2 separate regions of the Zea mays genome follow, and region 2 is linked to region 1. Evidence: chromatin contacts called from public Hi-C data. All regions are on one chromosome and are shown on one strand. Each heading gives the region's core, a stretch centred on a gene start, on an enhancer-like site or on the middle of the called end of the contact. The rest is flanking DNA. Distances are from core to core; before and after follow the strand shown.

What was found. Hi-C and Micro-C count contacts between places; a contact is called where the count stands out from the background.
Region 2: a Hi-C map of bundle sheath shows a contact between it and region 1, with 2.9 times the contacts expected there. The contact joins the promoter of LOC100286200 here to the promoter of LOC100281697 in region 1. A contact is called at or near these places in 3 of 25 Hi-C or Micro-C datasets (bundle sheath, ear and leaf) and 1 of 3 datasets of contacts at active chromatin or transcription factors (leaf).

Annotation. Positions count from the first base shown.
Region 1 is chr7:44,748,649-44,753,005 of Zm-B73-REFERENCE-NAM-5.0, reverse strand. It overlaps LOC100281697 (ubiquinone biosynthesis protein ubiB), which reads left to right and starts at 3,079. Exons shown (of 13, transcript NM_001154617.2): 1 at 3,079-3,326; 2 at 3,936-4,179; 3 at 4,249-4,290. The coding sequence starts at 3,166.
Region 2 is chr7:45,317,733-45,322,318 of Zm-B73-REFERENCE-NAM-5.0, reverse strand. LOC100286200 reads left to right here and starts at 1,957. Exons shown (of 2, transcript NM_001159088.2): 1 at 1,957-2,390. The coding sequence starts at 2,095.

The sequences.
Region 1 (4,357 bases), core at 1,830-4,329:
AGCCTACTAATAAATTCAGAGCAAAAGTTAAGCAAACCTCTTCAGGCCTGTCCGCAGCATCATCGATTATCTCTTTAATATAGGGGTTTTCTATTGCCACTCGGGCTATCGCTTTATCTCTCCTTGAATCTTTTTATGACGTTTCTCTTCATCATCCATGCTAGTAGGCATAAATTTCGGAGGACAGTAAACACCATCAGTATCCTGAAATAAAGTGATCATACATCAGGATGGCAGAAGGTATAGACTGATATGCCACATGAACTGAGAAACAAACCTCACTACTCCAGGAAATTGTGAATTTGAATGACATGTATGAATGTGAATTTTTGCATTTAGCACTTATACATAATATGAAAATTCTAAAAGGAATACAAAACTATATCAAATGTTTATGATGAACATGTATCGTCATAAAATGTCATCACGTATGATGTACAACAATTTATGACGATTCCCTCATGTGACAAATTCATATTGTCATAACATATCGTCATAAACATGATGACACACCAAGTTATGACGTTTTTATGACGTGGCTTAACTTTTTGTCACTAAATTGTTTAGGTTCCAAGAAATCGTCATAAACATAGTCATCTAGTGACAAATTTTACTATTGTCATTAAGCATTTGTCATAGAAGGCCTAAATGGTTGTAGTGCTTTCATCGATTAAAAGAAATATGGGTATTAACTCGATCTGGGTGTAGGGATTGGGATGGCGACATCGTACCTTGCACCGAGTTAGCAGAAACAGAAGTTGTACAGGAGGCTGCGCTACAAATTTAAAAGCAATACCTTGTCGGAGATGAGAGACATGCACAAGAGGAGCAGTGAGCAGGAGAAGTCGACATCGATGATGTACCTTTACCAATTAAAGAAAGTTTAAATGAAAATGCACTCATCATGGTTCAACAATAGGAAGCAGAACACTATTTACATGATATTTGTAAGCAGAGCACTCCTTATATTAACTCCATTTCATGTTGGGAGTCAGTAGAACTTGACTGCATACATAGAATATAAGAAGAAACGACAGGTACTCTCTACATTTCATTTAGCCTGGACGTAATACCATTATTCAAAAAACAAGAAAGTTTCATCTGCTGCATTTAGTGATAGGAAGCAGAACACTATTTACAGGCTAGAGAATAAGATTCAAGAAAGAGAGGGATTTTACTATTGGAGAGTTTAATTAGTTATTCACATGACACAATAGAACTACGAAGAATATAAATAAGCACAAATCTGATTTTACCCATTTGTAGCAGTGTTAATCATTTAGCTCGGAAATAACAACCGGAAAGTAATCAACAAAGTTTGCTTGTGAATTGGCACATTCTAATCTATCTATCTGCTGCATTTAGTGATAGGAAGAAGAACACTATTTACAGGTCAGAGAATAAGATTCAAGAAAGAGAGGGATTTTACTATTGGAGAGTTTAATTAGTTATTCACATGACACAATATAACTACGAAGAATATAAATAAGCACAAATCTGATTTTACCCATTTGTAGCAGTGTTAATCATTTAGCTCGGAAATCACAACCGAAAAGTAATAAACAAAGTTTGCTTGTGAATTGGCACATTCTAATCTATCTATCTGCTGCATTTAGTGATAGGAAGTAGAACACTATTTACAGGTCCGAGAATAAGATTCAAGAAAGAGAGGGATTTTACTGTTGGAGAGTTTAATTAGTTATTCACATGACACAATAGAACTACGAAGAATATAAATAAGCACAAATCTAATTTTACCCATTTGTAGCAGTATTAATCATTTAGCTCGTAAATAACAACCGGAAAGTAATCAACAAAGTTTGCTTGTGAATTGGCACATTCTAATATATCTAATTAACAATTTACATCATACCTTTCATCGATTAAAAGAAATGGATGTATGTATGGGTGTTAACTCGATCTGGGGGTAGGGATTGGGATGGCGGCATCGTACCTTGCACCGAGTTAGCAGAAACAGAAGCTGTACATGAGGCTGCACTACAAATTAAAAGCAATACCTTGCCGGAGATGAGAGACATGCATAAGAGGAGCAGTGAGCAGGAGAAGCCGACAATGGTGATGTGGTCGGAGTCGCGGTATAGCAACCTGACTCTGGTGTACACGCGTGCTCGGACGACATAGAGTTCCCAAATGCTCACCATTTATCTTCATCGAATATGTGCTGACCTAGGCGAAGTGGAGGTCGTGGGGAGGAAGCATGCAAGAGTGGACATTGTGGGGACTGAGGAGGGGGAGTCGGTTGCACGACCTGCGCAGGGAGTGGGGACGGTGGAGACCGCATGAATGGGGAAGGCCACCAACGGGAGAGGCGCGACCGATGGGGCGGTGGAGTGTAGGTTGTCCGCCTGCGGGAGATCGACTGCTCTGCCGCGCGGTGAAAGCTGGCAAACGGCGGGGACGCTGGAGGCCACGGGTGGAAGTTGGCAAGCGGTGGCAAGCGGCGGCCGGGACGCTGCAGACCGCGGCTGGCGGCTGGCAAGCGAGAGGGGCGCTGGAGACCGCGGTGGCAAGCGGCGGGGGCGGCCGGGACGCTGCGTGCCTGATGGCTGGCGGCTGGCAAGCGGCGGGGTGCTGAAGATTAGGATTTTTGGATTTGCCGTATGTCATGGGCCGCGGGTGCGGGATCGGACGGGATCGGACGACGGGATCGGACGGCTGAGATTGTTTACACGATAGAATGGACGGCTGAGATCGCAGAATGACAGAACGACAGGCTACCCTTACTGTCTTAATAAGTAGTAGAGATAAAGATTTTTTATTGAACTGCTTCGTGATGAAGTTTATTGAGCAGAATTTGAATTTGTGGTGCAGTTGGTTGTGCATTACTGCATTGCATCCAGTAAAAAAACTACAGCTCAACCAAATTTAGCCGAGCGGAGACGCACAAGCCGGCGTGGGCTGCATTACACGAGACGATCAACAAGGGCAGCGGCCCAGCAGCAACGAACCACCGCACAAGCGCCAGGCCGCCAGCTCGCACTCTGGTCCAGCCACGCGGCGCCGCTGCCACCTTCCTCTCACCGTGTACGTCTTCGGCGTACACGTCTCTCTCTCTCTCTCTCCTCCCCTAAACCCTACGCTGCCCTTCTTTCCCTCCCCGTCTCTCCCTCCCGTGCGGGCGGCGGAGCTGATGAGATCCCGGCCATGGCGGGCCCCACCTCGCGGCTCCTCATCCTCGCCCGCCGCGCCGACCGACGCAGATGCCTCCCTTTTCTCGTTCCCCGCGCCTTGCAGGCCGCCCCCCCGACCTTTTCTCCGGCGTTGCCGCTACCTCCCTGCCTCCCCGCCTCAACGCCGGTGATGAGGTAACGACAGTCCACAGGCTAATCTCACCTACCGGTCACCACGGCGTAACCCTAGGTCACAGTTCCGTTTTGAACCTATTTTGAATCGCACGACTCGTTTCAGCTCGAGACATAATGCAGGGTTGGACCAGCTTCGCGTCTGCCGCGCACTAGGTTTGCGGTTTTGGAATTTGCTAGTTGTAATTGTACCATGCGCCAATCAATCATTCAATTTTTGATTCACTTTGATAGTATAAAATGTTTTGGATTAAAAGAACAGTGTGCCATGCCAGGTCGTCTTAAGTGCCTACTGTGTTATTTTTGTGTGTAGAGACAGTATATAAAGTTTTACAGAACTCCGAAATGGCATTGTGTTACTCAATTATCACTGAGAAGCATACTGAACTAATCTAGCTTAAATAAACTCTTAATTACAATTCAGGAGGAAGGATATTTGGTTAAGTAGTCTATGAAATTAGATAAATTGGCTTTTCTATTTGAGAAAATATTTTATTTTAATGATTTTTGCAGGTTTCACTGAGCCAGCAAAGCATGTTGAAATTTGAATAATTTTAATGTTATTTATTTGCAGAAATTATGTTTAGGTGGTTTATTTTTTTTTATTTGTAGCTATTCAAGTGCATTTACAAGTGTACATGGAGAGAGGCCTTCATCAGAATATGCAAAGATCAGGAAGGAGTCACTGGAAACCCAGTTTGGAAGAATATTGGGTTCAAGTTCACGCAGGCATTTTGCTGACCGTGGCTTTGGTCCATTCCTTGCTCTATACAGGGCTGCTACTATCTCCTTTCATGTTGTAAAACTCACTATTTGGCATTTGTTGCTCAATGATATGCATAAAAGAGCAGAAAAGGTAGTTTTCCTGACTTTGTTGGTGGAGGAACTGAGCATCATGTCTCTGATTATCATTTCCTTATTTCAGTTTCGAGAGACCTTGATACGCTTGGGTCCTTTTTATATCAAGGTATGCCGATTGAAATAGATCTGTAGAATGTAGCACCGATCTTTTCTATTAAATTTTGATGCTTAAC
Region 2 (4,586 bases), core at 708-3,207, 570 kb before region 1:
AGTCTGAGCTTGGTCTCCAACGGTGTTCTTCTCTCCTTCAGACAATCCGTAGTAGAAATGTGAGTTTTGCATATATAGTTTCTGTTCGAGGCTCACCGAGGTGTCGCGGACGGCCTGCCGGAAGGACCCAGACGGTCCGCGCACAGGTGAATTTTCTAAAGAGCTGTTCCTGTCCGGAATAATCTACGGTATTCCGGACAGTCGGCTTAGAGTTGAGATGGTTTGACTTATGCACCTGAGAATTAATCAACTAAGCAAACTAGTTAGTCCATTAGGTTGTGATGGTCATCAATCATCAAAGTCAATTTAGAGAAAATGGTAAAATCCATTTCCCTTTCAGAGACCCATTTGTAGCCGATGTGTTTGGCGCGGGTGGTTCCGTATTAGATTCATGCGAGGGAAAACTAGGGGTAGTAGGTTTCTCATATGAAAGCGCCCATTTTTTAATAGATTCATCTACGTATTCTTATAATAGTTTCCCTCGTTGTTCCATGAAAGCCTCAAAATATGGATCTAGGTACTTACAATGGGAGCCGAAGGCGGAGGTAGGAGAGATGTCATATCGATCTCCCCTTAATGGATGATTTTCTGGTGGCGATCCACCGTGAAGTATGATAAGTACTTTTCTGTTGTCTTTTCTCGTCGTTCCTTGAGTTGTCGCCGCACCTCCTCCTCCTCTTTGTCGCGCCGTTCGACGAGTTGTCGCAGCACCTCCTCCTCCTCGCGCCTTATGATGTCATTGAAGGGATGCTGGTCATTAGCCGGGAGTGCCTCCATGGTCCGCTTGATGATGTTGGTGGTGGAGACGTCGGTGTGATCTTTGGAACCGGCCATCTAGGGGGCTGATTTTTGTTAGGTCTAAACACCCTCGTCCCGAGCACAGTCACCAAAAAGTGTTTTTGGACGCCAAACACTGGAACGAACCACCTGATGGTGCTCTCTATGGAGGCGCGGACGGTCCGTGGCACAGGGCCAGACGGTCCGCGACCTGGGCGCAGGAGTGGATCCTCTCTGCACGCTTCCGGACAGTCCACATCTGGGGCTGGATGGCCCGCGGTGGCGCAGAGGGTCTTCTTCTCCGCGAAGAACCCTAGAACTCGTCCCCGGGAGAGATCCCATCGAGGGGGAAGTTACAAGGTGTTGCTACGGGTCGACAGACCGTCCGGTGCGCCTCTAATCGGCGTAGAGTCGAAGAGAGATTGTTGTGGAAGACTAAACTAGATCTAAACTTAAGGCTAGATTACTCCTACTCACAGGAATTGGAAGAACGATGTAAATAAGGTAAAATTGATAAGTAAATTTGATTGGATCGATTATGGAGGTTCAATCGACCGTAACCTTTCATCTATATAAAGGGAGGAGGTCTGGACCCGTTATAAGTCGGTTATCGAGTTAATCCTGCAGATTTAGCTAACAAATCCTAAAAGAAATTCGGAACCCTAACTGTCCGCATGCCAGTTTCGGTATCCAACCGTGACTAAATCTATACAATTTGGGACATGGTCTAGAAGCCCATTGTAGGTAGAATTCATCATGATAACTGACGAACAGTGTTTGTGCAGCCAAAAGGGGGGGGGGGGAAGAAAAAACACTGTGTTTAACGACCGAACCCCAAGTGAGAACAGACGGCGTCTCCACAGAAGAAAGTATGGATTTAGAACTAACGCGCTGTCGACGTGGTGCGTGTTTAGAAAAGTTATGAAATGTAAAATAGAAATCGAGCGCGGGTGGCAGCGCTGGACAGGCCAGATGCACCAACCACGGCAGAGAAGCGCAACGAGCCAACGCCCGTCCAGTAGCGGCTGCCAGGTGCACCCCACCCGTCTGCCGCATTCGTTAGGTTTTCCCGCATCCGTCCAGTAGGCGCGTACCCACCCCGAAATGCCAAAAAAGCGAAGCTTTGCAGCACTCCACACCGACACCGCGACACGCGACCGCACTGCCTTTAAACTACTCACTCAAGTACCTCCCCGGACTACTAGCTCACACCAGCGGTACCCAGCCCACACCGGCAGATCAGCTGCGAGCTAGTAGACATCGACCGGACCGACCAACAGGAGCAGCAAGCCGGGCTAGCTCGCTCGCTCGCTCGCAATGGCTTCCATCATCGTGCAGGCGGTGGTCATCCTCCTGGACGTCATCGCCTTCGGCCTGGGCGTCGCCGCCGAGCAGCGCCGCAGCCGGGCCACCGTCACCCCGGACGCCGCCAAGGAGTACGACTACTGCGTCTACGACTCCGACATCGCCACGGGCTACGGCGTCGGCGCGCTGCTCCTCCTCGCCGCCGCGCAGGTCGTGCTCATGCTCGCCAGCCGCTGCTTCTGCTGCGGCCGCGGGCTCAAGCCGGGAGGCTCCCGCGCCTGCGCCCTCATCCTCTTCCTCTTCACATGGTAAACAACCAAATCTCCTCCCCTCCCACGGTTGCCTGCTACTGCTCCGGTACTCCCTCTTCACATACATGGAAATAGCCAGCAGAGCTAAGATTTGGTTGGTTGGGTGATCCCTTGCTCCTCTCTCCGAGATCCAAACTCGGGTGGGTAGGATTCTGCTATATCCGTCCCATCGCTGGTCTAGTTCTACGAGCAGATTGAAAAATAGGATCTGCATCGTGGTTTCGCGTCGTTCTCAGCTGCGGGTGCACGGAGCTATCTAAGATCCGTTTTCCGCCGCCTGTTCTTGGTCTGGATCTTGTGCTTTTCAACTGAAATCCTGTGATTGCCAAGCTCTGCAGCTTAGTTTCTAGGCGTAGACAGAAAAGGATGATAGAATGCTATGCACCATCTGTCCATGTGGTGGTGAACTGACTACTGGTTCGCCGCTGTTGCCTCTGCAGGAAGATGCGCATGTTAGTTTTTTTTTCTTTTCCTTTTGAGTCTTATTAGGTGAAGTGTCGCTTGTTTTAGTGGCCGACCGTCACTTTCTTGTCTTAAACTTCAAGCGTCTCACCCAGCGCTTTGCTCTATTGCTTTTGGCGAACGAGTTGTGAGATCCATTCATCAATTAGTAATAATATAATACTAGTACTTTTCTAGTGGCCAGATGCAAATCATTTCTCCCACCTTCTCCAGTTAGCCCCTTGCTGGGTGGGGCTTTTGCTTTCATTACTGAAGCTGCACTAGCGTGGCAATGCTCAGTATTTAAGCTCTGTAACCTCATGCAAGCTAACATCTGCTCTTTACATACAGTTTACTGCCATGTTTCAAGGATTTCAGGCTACAACCCCTCTATAATAATTTAACTAATTATTGGTAGGAGGCTGTTAGTAGTGGCACATGTCTGTCTTAGATCTCTGAAGCTGTTTTAGATATTTATCTTCAGCACCTGTCATAGATCTGCTAGATCTCTACATTGTTTATTGTAGATGTCCAGCTACTCCCACTGTCCTTGTGCCACAAATTGCTTGGTACTGGTCCTTTTATGGGGCTTAGTGTTTGGTAGACTTCGTACTCCTGTGATAGGATGGAGATGTTGAAAGCCCCTTCCATCAAAGTATCGTTTTTGATGATCAGTAATACTCAGAATACAACTTTCACACTAATACAGTCAGCAAGATTAACATTGCGCAATAGTTCGAGATAAATCTATCCATATATAAACTCTAAATATCCACAATTATACACATAGCCAGATTCCTTCAAAACTTGAATGCACACCATTGAAATTTTGGTTATATTTCACTTGAGGGACTAGTAAAAACTACATCTTTATTTGTTCGGGGTAGCTTAGCTAAGCGGTTGGTCAAGGGCTTGCAGTAAAGTAATGAAACCATGTTTGATACCTCGATACATCCATATCTATGCATTGATATTTGTTCACACACGACTTGACTTATGTTAAGATTTTGTGATGAACTGCTAAACCACATTAGTTTTTTCAATAGTCTGTCATTGATTTGTTTCTCTTGAGGTCACCATGTGACTGACATCTCCTAATCAATTCCCAAGTCAACATCAATTAATAGCCTTGCTTTCTGGGTGTCCTTGCCTAGCCAGCGTTCTGGAATCTGGAGGAAGCATCTGCCATAATCTATTCGCAAAAGCCACAGATTGTATTCGGAATCACATGAGTTGTGTGTCTGTGTGTCTCTGGATGCTGCTTGCTTGCTTTCCTTCCTGAAATTGAATTCAATAAAGCCTGAACTAGGAATTGTCGGCTGTCTGAAGTCATCTTCAAGCCGTTATGACATGAGCATATATTTTCGTATTTCATTACCTAAAGATTCGAGATATACTATGGTGTGTTTGGTTTGAGGAGTCAATGTATTCTAGATGAGGTGGTGTATTATTAGTCCATTCCATAAATTTGGTAGAATGAACTTATTCCTTATATTATTACTATTTATTAGCTTATGAGGAATGAAATGGTGATAGATTAACTCATTTTTATTTCACAAACCAAATAAAAAAAGTGAGGAGCGAGAAGATGATGGACTACAACCAAACACGTGATATATTTTCTGGCATATTTTGAATATGTCCAACTGATTTGGATACCTAAAACATCAAGCCAGCGTATCTAATAAAACAAAATCTTATTGTTCAACTAATCTCAACTGCACTTCCCATCCAAATGCTTACCAACAACAT